Linked DNA regions of Sus scrofa: region 1 is linked to region 2. Evidence: chromatin contacts called from public HiChIP or PLAC-seq data. All regions are on one chromosome and are shown on one strand. The core of a region is the stretch at or near the end of the contact, and the rest is flanking DNA. Distances in the headings are between cores, read along the strand shown.

The links. HiChIP or PLAC-seq counts read pairs in DNA pulled down with a chosen protein or histone mark.
Region 1: an H3K27ac HiChIP or PLAC-seq map of alveolar macrophages shows a contact between it and region 2. The contact joins the promoter of ST3GAL3 here to the promoter of CCDC24 in region 2. A contact is called at or near these places in 1 of 5 promoter capture datasets (fetal skeletal muscle) and 1 of 2 datasets of contacts at active chromatin or transcription factors (alveolar macrophages).

The regions. Positions count from the first base shown.
Region 1 is chr6:167,557,292-167,559,991 of Sscrofa11.1, reverse strand. ST3GAL3 (ST3 beta-galactoside alpha-2,3-sialyltransferase 3) reads left to right here and starts at 1,254. Exons shown (of 11, transcript NM_213759.1): 1 at 1,254-1,384. The coding sequence starts at 1,270.
Region 2 is chr6:167,304,107-167,306,806 of Sscrofa11.1, reverse strand. CCDC24 (coiled-coil domain-containing protein 24) reads left to right here and starts at 1,336. Exons shown (of 8, transcript XM_021096826.1): 1 at 1,336-1,811; 2 at 2,024-2,199; 3 at 2,322-2,438. The coding sequence starts at 1,671. B4GALT2 (beta-1,4-galactosyltransferase 2) reads left to right here. Exons shown (of 7, transcript XM_021096829.1): 7 at 27-904. The coding sequence ends at 177.

The DNA of each region.
Region 1 (2,700 bases), core at 5-2,504, 250 kb before region 2:
ACCTTGAGGCGAGAAGCAGCAAGAAATGTCCAGTGCATAGAAAGAAGGGGGGCTGGAGCACAGCACACAGATGAGAGTGGGAGAAACAAGAGGTGGTTTAGGAGTCAGATGGGGTGTGACGAGAAGCTGCTGGATCCTAAGGAGCCATTCCTTTCTTCTGAAGGAACGGAAGCTTGAAGGAAAGATGTGTTAGGCCGAGTGGCCCCTCAAAGATGCCCACACCCTAATCGCTGGACTCCGAATATGTTGCTTTACATGGCAAAAGGGACTTTGCACACGAAATTAAGGCTTCAGACCTTAAAATAGGGAAGTGACCCTAGGCTATTCAAGCGGGCCCAGTCTAATCACATGAGCCTGAAAAGCGAGGCAGTTTCTCTGGCTGGCAACGGAGGCAAGATGAGGTAGAAGGAAAGTTGGAAAGATCAGCGTGAGAGGGGCTGACCCTGCTGTGGCTGCAGGGGGACTGCATGGAAAGCAGGAGCACAGGAGCAAAGACTGGCTGATAACCAGCAAGGCATCGGGCCCTTGGGCCCTGCAGCTGCAGGAGCTGAAGTCAGCCTACAGCCTGAAGCAGCTTGGAAGTAGGTTCATCTCCAGAGTCTCCAGAAAGGAAGGCAGCTTGCCAGGCGCCTGGGTTTGGCCTTGTGCTGCCTCGTGCAGGGGACCCTGCTGAGCCACACTGTACCTTGACATTTGGCCTTCAGAACTGCGAGGCAGTAACCGTGTGTGGTTTCAGGCTGCTGGGGTTGTGGTGCTTTGTCAGAGCGGCAGTGAGATACTAATAGAAAGGGGTTCAGGCAGGGGAGGAATGCCCCGTTTGTGCCTCCTCGTGCTGGGTGGCAAGTAGATCCAGCGAGCGTGGGTTTGGAGGCAGGGCAACTTGTGCAGTGGGCATACAGTGCTGGCGCGGACGAGGGGCGTGATGGCGGGAAGGGGATGTGATTTGAGATTTATCCAGGAGGATGCAACTGCCAGAGTTGGATCAGCGATTGTCGGGAATGAGGGGGAGGGACCTGAGGATCACGGCTGATTTCCGGCTTGGATGCTGAATGATGGTGAAGCTGAGACGGGCTTGAGCAGGTTGGAGGATGCCCAACTAAGGGGTAATTCTAGGCTGTTCTTCATTTGGAAATTCTCGCATAAATACTTAGGTTAAGGTTGAGTGTATCCGTACGAGGATTGCTTATTATTGAAGACCTAAATTGTTCTTTTGGTTTTTTTTTGTTTTTTTTTCTTTAGGTCATGTAGGAAACTGTAAATCATGTGAAGATGGGACTCTTGGTATTTGTACGCAATCTGCTGCTAGCCCTCTGCCTTTTTCTGGTGTTGGGATTTTTGTATTATTCTGCGTGGAAGCTACATTTACTCCAGTGGGAGGACTCCAGTAAGTATGGTGACTCTAGCCTACCCCCGCCCCCGGGAACAGCCTCTGCTGATTAGTTATCGGGTTTTCCTGTGGCCGCAGTCATCTCAAATTCTTCAGAGAGGGGCACCGAGCATTTCCGGGACTTGGGCTTAGAAACCGCCCACCACTGTTGTTGCTCTTGTTGGAGAACTTTGCTGGTTTTGAAAACAGCTGCATGCCATGGCACATCCTTTTGTGCACTCAGGGGAAGCGTGCTGTGCTGCAATAAAAACGCAAACCGTGCCGGGGCTTCGGGTTCTCGAATGTCCTTTTTTAATTATGAGAGTTTATTGCTGCTCCCCTTTGCCAGTCACTGCCTTGGGCTTGCTGTCGAAGTTGGTTTTCCAGCGCTCTTAGGACATTCATCTTTATCTCGTCCTTGGATTTTCCGTTTTTAATTTAATCCTGTCTTTTACTTTCCCCGAAGAAATTGTGTCTACTGAATCCTTGGAGCTCTTACTGGTGCTGAACTTGGACCTGAGTAGAATAATGTCTTCATTCTGCCCCTGCTGAGTAACGTCTGATCCCTTTCTTCCCTGTGCAGCCATTCTCATGTGTCACACTGTTTTCTGTGAGGCTGCCTGAAACACCCCCTCCCCACCAACCCCCCTCGCCCCCTCTCCCACCTTTTCCGGCTCACCCAGCCTTGACTGTGCTGTGGTCTGGGCTTTGCAGTGGAAGGGCTTGCACTGTGCCGCAACGAGCTTTGCACACTGTTTCCTTGGCTGTAGCTTCCAGTGTCCCATGGTGGCCACACACAGCTCTTCTTCTGGTTCCTTTGTCTGACGGCTGTCTGAGCTGGCTACGAAAAAGTCTGGGTAGTCTGTGCTGATTCCTAGTGAATGTCTCTTTTCCAAAATAGTTTTTATGTCTGCAAACACCTACTGGATACCAGTGTGGAATTCACCTGAGAATAGAGTCAGTCTCTACACAGGAGGTTAAAATGAAATAGAATGAGTTGGAAGAGGCATCTGGCATTTGGTCTACTACTGTAGTATTGTTATTATTTTTTGGTCTTTTTTTTGGGCCACACCTGCAGCATATGGAGGTTCCTAGGCTAGGGGTTGAATTGGAGCTGTAGCTGCTGGCCTATATCACAGGCACAGCAATGCCAGATCCAAGCCGTATCTGTGACCTACACCACAGCGCACAGCAACACTGGATCCTTAACCCACTGAGCGAAGCCAGGGATTGAACCTGCATCCTCGTGGATACTAGTCAGATTCGTTTCCACTGAGCCACAATGGGAACTCCAGTCCACTACTGTATTGACTCCTTAACACAGGAACTGTTCC
Region 2 (2,700 bases), core at 87-2,586:
CCTGGACCCACTTCCATCCTATCTAGGTTTACCAAGATTCAAAACACGAAGCTGACCATGAAGCGGGACGGCATCAGGTCAGTGAGGTACCAGGTCTTGGAGGTGTCTCGGCAGCCGCTCTTCACCAATATCACAGTGGACATTGGGCGGCCCCCCTCATGGCCCCCTCGGGGCTGACACCAGTGGACAAAGGCTCCCAGTGCCAAGGATTGCCTGCCAGAGGACTGACCTACAGCCTGGCTGGCGGCTGCTCTGTGGCGGATCCCCCAGGACTGAGACTGCGGGCTCTGTTTTCTGAGGGTCTTCAATAGGCCCCCCCAGCTACACCTGGAAATTTCAGGACCTACTCTGGGGGGCTTCCATCCTGGGCAGGCCCCTCAAGTGTGGCCCTCCCTGGGGTCACCCCTTCTTCCTGCTCCTCCTTCCCCAGGCCAGCCCCCTTCACTGTCAGGGCTGGGCCAGCCCCTGCACTGCCTCACCGAGTGGCCTGGGCCAGGTCACTCCACCTCTCTGTGCCTCAGTTTCCCCCCTCCTTGAGTCCCCTAGGGCCTGGAAGAGCGGGAGGTATGACTAGGGGGCAGTGTCGCTTCCAGGGGGACTTCTCAGACCTGGGGATCCCCCATGCTTCCAGGGGAGGGGAAACCTTTTACATTCAACATTGTGGGGGGCAAACGCTGGTGCGCCCCCTGCTGAGGAGCAGCCCCGGGAGGGGACCAGAGAGGGTGCTGTGTGGCTGCCTGGGACCTTGGGGATGGGCTTTGCATGGGGGGTGGGTGGGGCTTGGATCAGGTGGGTTCCTGCCCCCCGCCCCTCAGAAAGAAGGCAGTAGCCCCAGGGCCGGCTCGTGTTTGTACATTGCACAGAAACTTGTGTGGGTGCTTTAGTAAAAAAACGTGAATGGAGCAGTCCCTTTGTCTCTTGGGGGATGGGGATCTGGAGCCCTAAACCCAGGCCCTGCGTGTGTGGTGGGAGGAGGCCTGGCTCAACCTAGCGGTCCGGCCCCGGCCGGGCCGTCCTGTTCCTCCAAGAACAGCGCTTCGCTAGTCCGCCAGCTGGAAGGGGGAAAGTTTACGCTGTCGCTGCCTCGCGGCCAGAAGAGCCAAAGAAGTAATCACCCCGTGGGCTCAGATTTCTCAGTGCTTTCACCTGTCCTGAAAGCGAAAGGCGCCCAGGGATGGAAGGAACGTGGGGGTCAGGGCGGGGCGGCTGGTTGACTCCAAAACCACCTACCACCGCGGTGGGTTGGGCTTGACGAGCCGGCACCGCCCTGAAATGGGCGGGGGCGGGGCTTGGGGGCGGAGCAGGGCCCCGTTTCCCGGGTGACGGCCGCGCGGGAGGGGCGGGGCTAGGGCCCCGGTCCGGCCGCCTGGCTCCTCGGGCCGCGACCAGAAACTGCGGACCCTGAGCGTCAGCCAAGAGCCGGGGGGACGAGACAGAGCCAGAGGCCGGTGGCTTCTGGGCTGGCCAGTTCTAGCCGTGGGGACGGGCGGCGGAACGCGGTGGGGCTTGAGGGAGGCCGGCCCGGGCGCCAGGCTGGGGGCGTGGCCTGTGAAACCCGGAAGGGGCTGGGCGTGAGCGGGAGTGCCCGACCCGGGGCGACCCAGGTCCCCCCGCCCCCGGCGCTCCGACCTGCTGACCCGCATCGGGGGGCACCGGGGCGCGGGCGGGCCATGCCTGGGAACTACCTGTCGCTCTGGGAGCTGGTGGAGGAGCACGTTCCGCTCCTGGAGCGGCCCGAAGTGAAGAGGATTCTGGGGGAGACGACGGTGGACCTGAGCCTGGAGCTGCGGGCAGAGGTGGGGCGTGGGAAGGTGGGCCCCGCTCCAGTCCTGTTCCACCACTGGGATGACTTCCCCACCTCCTCTGGGCGCCTGGTCCTGCCTGGTAACTCTCGAGAGCTTGTCGGATCTCACCGTCCGCCCATCCCTCTCCAGTTTAACGCTGCGCTGCCCCTCACTTCCCCAGCTCCGTGCCTCCCCTCCTTTCCCTCCTCAGTTGCAAGGTGTCCCGGCTCTTCTTGCAGGTGGTGATGCTACGAACACTGCTCCTAGAGGCTCGGTCCTCCCAAGCGCCTGGCTCCTGCCCCACCTCTGACCCCTCCTCCCTTCTGGCACCACCGCCGCTCCTAAGAGACCTCGTGCGCCAGGAACTACGGCAGCTGCTCCAGGGTCTCCGCCGGAAGGCCATCTGTGAGGGCAGGTAGGAGCCTGAGGCCTGGGGCGGGGACCTGTCCCTAAAACTCACATGGGCCAGCAGGGGTCGCCTTTCCTGCGATTCCCTGGAAGGAGCCCCTGACTCTACTTCGTGTGCACCTTCTGCAGGGACCAGACCCAGGCCTGGGTCCGGTATAGCCCCAGGGTCCTGCGCTTTGCTCTGGAGGAGCCCAGGTGTGATGTGCCAGAACAGAAGATATTGCAGATGAAAGCTGGCGAACCCGGGTAAGGTGCTTGGGAAGGAGGGACCTGTCCCTGCTGGCAGAGGACCCCAGCTAATGGGTGGGTCTCCCCTGGCCACATGGAGGGTTGCACCTGGCTCCTGGTCTGGGGCTGGACACTTCTACAGCCACTTGTGGCAGGGATCAGCAAACGAGGGCTGCAGAAGCCCAGGAGACACGTGCCAGGCCTGGAAGCTTGGTTTGATCTGGGTCTCAGAGTATGAGGAGCAGAGAGAAGCACTTTGCAGGAAGAGGGAGCACTCTAC